Linked DNA regions of Sus scrofa: region 2 is linked to region 1. A link is a contact called in public Hi-C data. All regions are on one chromosome and are shown on one strand. The core of a region is the stretch at or near the end of the contact, and the rest is flanking DNA. Distances in the headings are between cores, read along the strand shown.

Region 1 (4,515 bases), core at 1,009-3,508:
GGGAAAGAAAGGAAAAATTCCTTCTTTCATGGTGATGGTGTGCTGTTATAATCTAAATGGTTATTTTTTTTTTTTTCCCTGCCAGAGAGTGATATACTCTTATGCCCACTTATTCTTTTTTATCTCCCTAGACCCGGTGCCTGGAACTGGGCCAGTGCAAAAATCTACTGAGTGAAAGAATTCCATGAATTGTGATAGAAAAATAATCAGATTAAATTGGTAATTTTGAATGAATACCATGTGGTCTTCTTGACAAAAATGAACTGTCATATCTCCTATGTCATAACCAGGAAAACACTAAAGCTTTGGTCTGTCTAAAGTTTTGGTCTGTCTTTTAAGAGAACCTTAAGAAGTCAGGAGTCACAGAGTTGTCTCTAAAAGGAAATACCCTCTTAAGTGACCACTTTAAAGGATCCTTAAGTGGCTTCCAGTAATAGAAGACAACATTCACAGTTAAATACAAGTCTCCAAAATGATGGGTTGTTTCCGGGTCTGTTTGTCTGGAAGCAGTTTCACCGTGGTGGTTTGCATTTCTAATTGTTTAATGGGGAAATGTATCCTTTAGGTCCAAACAAAAAAAACTAGAAATACCCATGTTGTGGTGTTGGGCTTAGTAACTGCATAATTAGGATGTAAATCAGCATTTCAGATCTGATGACAGTGTTTTCTAGACAGGCATGATTAGAGGGCATGAGGAATTTGGAATGCTACCCTTTGGACAATATAATTATTTTTCTCTGGTTTACCCTGCTATCTGGACCACACCCAAAACTATCAGTTCATATATTCAATAAATGATCATTGTTTACGGTACCTGCTTTGTGAAAAGTTTCATAGTAAGCCCTAGCTGTTGTGTTGGTCTTGAGAGACAGTGTCTCTGAATATTACCGTGCTTTATGTATTCCTAAGGGCACTTTTATCTATATTTGATTGTGGCTTCTGTGTTCACTTCAGAAGCTAACCCCACCATAAAATCATACTCCACTAGAAAAGAGCTTTATTTTAGGGCTATGTTAAGATCTCTCAGTGGAAATGTGTAGTAGCATATTGTACAATTGGGTCTGATCCTCAGAGGAAAGTTTGGGAATAAAACTATGGGTAGAGACCTACTCTATTTTGCTTTTATTGTTTTTCTTCCCCCCCTCCCCAACAAATATATGTTTATCATTCAGTATGTGGATTAAGTATTGAACAAAAACAGTCATGACCTCTGCCCTCTTAGCGTTTACAATATGGCATGGAAGGTGGACATGACACAAATAATGTCAAGTGTGAGGAGTGTTACAAGAGGGTAAGAATAAGATTCCATAAGCAAGTTACAAGGGAGCCGAATTTAGTGCTCTGAGGAGAGAGTGTCACAGGAGACCTGTGTATTTGGGAAGAGTAACTTTTTAGCAAAGACCACAATGAGCTTCCAGGATGAGAACGACATTGTTCCCTGCTTTTGTAAGTGAATCCCACTTTTTTGCTCAGGTGGTAGGTGGGGCTGCTTTGAAAGCAGGGAAGATAAGGCCATGTAGGGTAAGTCGGGCAGTGCCACACTCTCAGGGGCACTCACTTGTTTTCCTGAAGCCAGGAAGACTTGAGAAGGTTCTGATTGATAAGACAGAAAGGGAAATCTGCTGGTTGGGCCAACAAAGAGGAGGGGAAGTGTTAGCCTCTGCTTATCTTTCTTGTCTGGGACACTGACTGGTGTCAGGTCTTGTGACAGGAGTGTTCCAGCCATCCAGTGGCCGGGGGAAGGCCACACGCCCTGACATCACTGGCCTGCTTGCTTGTTTATCTCCAGATTCTAGTCAGATGAGCTATTTATTGATCAAGCCATTGTTATTATGAATGCCTGAAAGCCTTTAGAAACCAGGTGAAGGAGCACTGAGGAAGTTAAATAGTCATGAATGAAGGCCCAGAGGTAAAAGACCATGTGGTCTAATGACAAATTCAATGTAATGGAGGGTTCCTGCCAAGTTTTTGGCAATATGATAAAAATGGAAAATTGTAAACTACAAAATAACTGATGCTGGGTGCATAAATGCTCCTCCTTCTTTTGCTCTTCTTCCTTTTTTCTTTCTTTCTTTTCCCTTCTTCACACTCTTCTCCTTTATCTCCCTCCCTCATTCTCCTTCTCCTCTCATTTCTCCTATCCTTCCTCTTTTGCTCTACCTCTCACTTCTTCCTCTCCTCTTTCCCCCTCCTGAACCTGGGCTCTGGAGAAATTAAGATAAATCCCAGGGCAAAAGCTGAATGAGCTGTGGACCAGAGTGACAAGCAAAGCTAGAGCTGCCCTGAGTGTATTTGTCTGCATGAGGGACTTACAGTAATTGGCATTGCCAGCTGGTAAGGCCAGGAGATAAGATTTTGGAACTTTTCAAGGTAGGAGTTATAAATGAGACCTGGCACAAAGCTAAGCCCTTCATAGGGTCCCATCCTCTGTGAGCAGTTGGTTGGAAAAAACTTTGCCTCCTGGCAAAGAGATATTTGTATGAACCAAAGGATTTGTAATCAGGCATGGGCTCCTCACACAACTTGGGAGATTACATTACCCTGTTTGGGTATTATGGAAGAATCTCAAGATAAGAAAGTAATTTCAAGTGGACTCAAACTGTCATGCCTGAGGGCAGTTGGTGGAACTCAAATTGACACTGGAAGAACAAGCTATCAAGCCAGTGCCTCCAAATCCACAGATTCATATCATTCAAATATAAATGCACAGCCCTAAGTCATTTGGACCAGAAATGAGGCACTGTAGTCCCTAAGGACTTGAGGTGCTAGAATAAAGCACACAGAAATATAGAATTTTTTAAATGTTTAAAAAAAAATTAAAAGGGAGTAAAAATCAGGACAAAGGAAAAAGAAGGACCAGGAAAGTCTGAAAAAGAACCAATAGAAATCTGTAAACAATGTAATCACTGCAATGATAATGTTGATAAATGTAGTAAGCATTTATCACCTGGAGAAAGAATTAGTGAATCAGAGCCATGATTCTCAGCCTTCAATGTATATGGCACTCACCCAGGAGACTTGTTAAAAAACATATTCTGATTCTGTAGGCCTGAAGTGGGACCCAAAAGCTTGCATTTTTACTAAGCTCTCAGGTGATGCCCATTCTTTGAGGAGCAAGGAAATAGAAGATAGATTTGAAAAATGTGACCCAGTGAGACAAAGAGAGAAAATACCTCTCTGAACAGCAGGAATAATAACAGAAAGAATATGGCTAAATCAATATTTGAAAAGATAATAGCTGAAAAATTTCTAAACCTAATGAAAGACATGATCCTGCAGATTAAGGAAACCACACCCAAGGAAGGAAGGAAGGAAGGGATGGAGGGAGGAATGGGGAGAGAGAGAGAAAGAGAGGGAAAAAAACCCTTATCTTTGAATATTGCCAATTATCAACAAAAGGGAAGATCTTAAAATCAGCCAAAGAGGACAAAAAAGTTACCCACAAAGAAACAACAATTAAATCGATGTTAGACTTTTCAACAGTACCAAAGGTGTTCCTGTCATGGCTCAGTGGTAATGAACCTGACTAGTATCCATGAGGGCATAGGTTTGATCCCTGGCCTCACTCAGTGGGTTAAGGATGCGGTGTTGCCCTGAGCTGTGCTGTAGGTTGCAGACATGGCTCAGATCCAGCGCTGCTGTGGCACAGGCTGGCAGCTGCAGCTCCAATTTGACCCCTAGTCTGGGAAATTCCATATGCCGCAGGTGTGGCCCTAAAAACAAACAAATAAAAACAGTACCAACAGATGTGGGATGATATTTTCTAGCACTGAAAGAGAGAAAAAATAATCTTAACAACCAAGGTTTGTGTATGCATCTCAAATATCCTTCAGGAAGAAGGATAAATAAAATTGTTTTTCAGACAAGCAAAAACAGAGTTTATGACCAATTCCCACTCCAAATCTAGTGATTCGCAAAGTGTGGTCACTGTTGACATCAGCATCACCTGGGAACCTGTGAGAAATGCAAATGTTCAGGCCCCACCTCAAACCTATGAATCAGAAACACTGTGGTGGGTTCTAGGTTGCTGTATCCAGCTTTCCAGGTGTTTTGATGCTGTTCCAATTGCAGAATCACTGCTCTAATAAATGAGGCAGGGAATACAAGATCTCTGAGGGAAGGTCTGAGACATAAAATGGAATCTTTATCAAATGGTACACTTTAGGTTAAGCTAAACCAACACTGACTGAGTCAAACAATAATAGCATCAAATTTGGAAGTAAAAATAAGATAGAACTAAAATATTGAACAACACAAAAAATAAGATAGGCCAGGGATGATTGTGGTTAAAATGTCCCCTTCATTCAAGAGGACAGAAATTAGATACATTTTTCCTGACAGGTATAGTGTGACAATAATAACTATTCAACAACGTGATCTAGGAGTTCCTGTAGCGGCTCAGTGGAAACCAATCTGACTAGTATCCATGAGGACGCAGGTTCACTCGCTCAGTGGGTTAAGGATCTGGCATTGCCATGAGCAGATGCAACATGGATCTGGTGGTGTTGTGGCTGT
Region 2 (4,510 bases), core at 1,956-4,455, 64 kb before region 1:
GCAAGGGCAAGGACCGAACCCGCAACCTCATGATTCCTAGTCGGATTCGTTAACCACTGTGCCACGACGGGAACTCCTCTCCTCTCATTTTTAACCTTCAGTTTTACAGTTGTTCATTTGAATAGTTTTTCCTTATTGGGAGAGAGAAAGTATCACTTTCACATTCATAAGAAAAACTGGAAGACCTAAGAGCGCCATACTTCCCTGAACTGTCACTTAATTTTGACTCATAGGAGCTAATAGATAATACAAATATAAAACACCTATCAATTGCTTTACTATCATATGCCCAACAACAGACAAAAATCCTTCTTTTGGAAAACATCGTCTGACTGACCCCTTTCAGAAGGCATCTGGAGGAGGAAAGTAACGAAGCTTTCTCTCTGATGCAGCAAATTCATTCTTACCATGGATTACTTTTTGATTAATTATTAGCATTTCTGTAAGGTTGGTAATGAAAGTACATTTATTACCATTTTTCTCTGTTAGCCAGTCTAGGTAAGAATTCAGTGGGTGGAAAGAGATGATGCTATAGCAGCTGAAATAAGTTTGGGGGAGATTATCTGTAGATTTAAAGTAATTGAAATTCCTTTAATTTCTTTTACAACAAATGATTGTGCAGACAGACTTAAAAGTTTGAGAATATATTTATTCTTTATGGTTTAACAAAATATATGTCCACATAGGTATTCTGATATTGATTACTTTAAGGGCCTAATCTTAGATGGGGAATGGGCAGGGGTGGAGCAGGTCTCTTGACGAGAAACATGTTTATGAATCAGAAACATGGTAGGCAGACATTTTTTTAGGTATTCTAAAGCTTTATATAGGTACTCTAAAGCTATATATAGATATAGATATATACTTTTAGGTACTCTAAAGCCATACACACACACACACACACATATATTTAAAATATTGGATTTATTTATCCAATTTTTAAAGATTTGGACATGTTGACCTTGAGGATAATTCTTAAAAGTATTTTTGTGTTCAGGAATGCATGGTGAACTTAATTACTAAACGGATACCAGTCAGCTTCTACAGTAATTTGTTTCTTTATCTTTTTCTGCAACTAACATACTTTGAATAAAAAGCCCCAAGTTTAAGAATGTTATCTTTATCTTGTACGTTACCATATATATCAGTGGTAGTTTATTTGTTCAGGTTCTACTTTGTGGCAAAGACAATTTGCCTGGTTCGATTTACAATTTGCTGCTTTTTTCTAATAGAGTTTTTGGCTGCGTGTGGTAAAGACATTTACTGTAGCAACATCTGAGTCAAAAGAGAAATATGACTGGTTTGGATGAGAATATCTTCTAATTTTTCTGTTTGAATTTTAAATGGTTTCTATATTTGGAGGGGCTACTTGAGACTATTTTTATTATGTTTTTTTTTTGTTTTGCAAGATTATTTTTTAAATCTTCCTGTTTTAACTCCACCTTGATGTTGAGTATCAATAAAAGTATCAAGAACCAGACTGAAAGAAACGTCTTCCTTTGCCCCAGGGCTTTTTCACCTTCTATACTTACTTCATATGATGCACGAGGATTTCTGTGACCTTCAGAGTAATTCAAACTGAAGCAATGGCCTATCTTCCCAGGCCTCGCATAAACATAAATTGAAGTTGACTTCTTTTGTGTTTGGAGAAAATATAGCCTCATAGATTATATTGAACTAAATGTGTTTGTTGCTCAAATATACCCATAAACACATACACACTCAACGACAGGGATAAATTTTAACAATACTGAGTTCTTTTTATGTGAAAAGACAGTACTCTAGTCACTTGGCATACTGGCTCATTAAATCCTTAGAGTAATTACCCTATTTCATCGCTGTTAATAGACATCGCTTTTTTTTTCCCCCTCACAATGAACAATTTTAAGATCACAAAGCATCATACAATTATTGAGTGAGTCCCAGCCTGGTGGAGCTATGCTGTAACTATTGAGGAAGCCAGCAATCCTGGGCGGAAGAAGGTGAACTCATCCCAAAGAACCAACTCCCCACTCTCCAGGTTGGCTCAGAAATTAAATAAGAGTTTCCGTTGTGGCTCAACAGGTTAAGAACCTGACTTAGTGTCTGGGAGGATACAGGTTCAATCCCTGACCTCGCTCAGTGGGTTAATGATCTGGCATTGCTACAAGCTGCTTTGTAGGTTGAAGATGCAGCTTGGATCTGCTGTTGCCATGGTTGTGGCGTAGGCTTGCACTTGCAGCTCCAATTGAACCCCTTGCCCAGGAACTTCCATATGCCACAGTGGTTAACAAATCTGACTAGGAACCATGAGGTTGCGGGTTCGATCCCTGGCCTTGCTCAGTGGGTTAGGGATCCGGCGTTGCCGTAAGCTGTGGTGTAGGTTGCAGACACGGCTCAGATTCCTGCATTGCTGTGGCTGTGGCGTAGGCCGGTAGCTACAGCTCCAACTGGACCCCTGGCCTGGGAACCTCCATATGCCGCAGAAGCGACCCAAGAAATGGCAAAAAGACAAAAAAAAAAGAAAAAAAAAAAAAGAGGCAGGCAGAGGACATGGTGGTTTTGGGGGTTGCGGGGGGCGTCTGTCCCACGAAGGCCCCATAGGATCCTGCTCCATTACAGTTGTGTGGAAACTCTGCACTGACGCCTTTGGTAACAACAGTAAAACGCTAGCGTCAGAATGTCTTGGTATCTACAAAACACATATTAAGGCATATAAAGTTGCTTTTACTTTCCCCGCTTTCTATAGATGGAGAAGCCAGAGCAGAAGTTACGAGGCTTGTCCACTAACACTCAGCTAGTAAGTGCCAGAGCCAAGAGTTAAGCCCAACCGTCTGGCTCCTGAACTCACACTATCTCTATCACTTGGCGGCGGGAGCAGGCACTGAGTGAAAAAACACAGGGCTGAGTGAACAAAGGAAAAGACGCACTAATGCATGCTGTCCTTGATACGTTAGGTACACCACACAGGACTGTCGTTTGGGGATGCCGAGAGTCGAGTATCTTTAATTTACATACCTCAGTTAAAATTTTAAATTAGTTCAACATAAATTTTAAAAATAAGTGGTATATTTTATAAGGAAACATATCCTATGAAACACTGAGAATATTGGTAAAGATTTATGTGGGAGGGAGGGGAATTGGAGACCCCCAATGAGAGGGGAATGCTTTAATCATTCCTTATACTCACCAAGTCCTTTTCCCTGACTGTTGGCACCAAGACTGGTACATTCCTAGCATTCTTACTCATCCATCCCTTTCCCAGTCCCAGGCAGACAGCACTGTGCCCTGTTGACCCAGGGCCTGGAAAGCCGCTGGAAGCATCCTTCCATTCCCAGCCACTATCAATGGTGTCTCTCATTCATTGACAGAGACCCGCCTGCCATCTCTGGCCCAAACGTTTCATTTTCAAGTTGTAAGCTGAACAATTCTGGAAATCAAAGTAACATTTCTAAGGCTCTGGGGGAACATTTAGTCTGCTGGCAGAAACTCATTTTCTTCTCGACTAAGAAAGATGAATCTTTGATTCTGTTCCTTTACCCAATGTAGCTAGTCTGTTTTTCCAATATACTAACCTTCGGCCTGCCAGAGCACTGCAACAACCTCAAGTGCCTGGAAGAGAAAGTAAACTTTCCCAGAAGGCACAGGTCAGCGTGTTTCTCCCTGGGTTCAGATCCTGCCTCTGCCCTTTAATGGTGTCATACTGTCTGATCATTCGTTTGGTGTCTTAGTGTCTTTGTCTGTAAAACAGGGGTACATCACAGGGCTGTTGGGATGACAACACCTGCCACCTGGGTCATAGTAAACAGGCCATGAAATTTAGCTATTGTTAGCTATTGTCATTAAGACACAGTCATCTTTAGCTACATACCCATGTTCTTTTATAATTTACAAAAGAAGAAAATGCTTTCCCTCTCAAAAAACTTTTTCACTTTAACTTTCAATGTCATCTCTTATTTTCTCAAAAATTACTGATAAGGTTCGACTGGAACTTTCATTAGAACTTTAAGATTCTATAATACATATATGCTCTTTGCCTTTTCAACATAAACACTTAACCTTGATAAAAGATTTCACTTTCCTCTTTAAGGTGAAGAAAATCTCTGTGTTAGTTTTCTGCAGTCTATGTTTTAAACTCTGTTACCATTATTAAAAGCAGTATTAAATAGGTTTCATATAATGCCTTTGGCTCTACTAATCAAGTTCATTGAAGCAAAGCAGTCCATGATTCCAAACCACAGTGACCAGAGTGCTTCAATACCTGTCAACTCTCCTTCCTTAATCACCAAGATTAAGAACATCCAAGTATATCCAGGAAACTTGGAACTACAGAAATTCTAAAAATTGATTAAATTGCCTGGAAATGATAGATCCTAAAGAGATCAAACTTTATTACTTTGGAGATTTTCCTTGTGGACTTGGGCATGAAAAATGCAGACTTAATAACTCTGCTATGTGAGTAGAATTATCTCTTTTAGCTTGGCTCACCTAATTCTAAATCCACGTTCTAATATTTTCCTCCTTAATAGTA

The links. A called contact is a pair of places that touch in the nucleus more often than the background predicts.
Region 2: a contact with region 1 is called in a Hi-C map of heart right ventricle, with 2.9 times the contacts expected there. The contact joins two enhancer-like sites. A contact is called at or near these places in 3 of 47 Hi-C or Micro-C datasets (embryonic fibroblasts, fetal heart ventricle and heart right ventricle).

What each region holds. Positions count from the first base shown.
Region 1 is chr6:112,322,169-112,326,683 of Sscrofa11.1, reverse strand. No RefSeq gene overlaps it. Among named protein-coding and RNA genes, the nearest start is that of CDH2, 300 kb to the left of the region's middle. Within about 2 kb of position 2,258, at least 2 of the 83 cell types and tissues checked have an H3K27ac peak or open chromatin away from gene starts, as enhancers often do.
Region 2 is chr6:112,387,411-112,391,920 of Sscrofa11.1, reverse strand. No RefSeq gene overlaps it. Among named protein-coding and RNA genes, the nearest start is that of CDH2, 240 kb to the left of the region's middle. Within about 2 kb of position 3,205, at least 3 of the 83 cell types and tissues checked have an H3K27ac peak or open chromatin away from gene starts, as enhancers often do.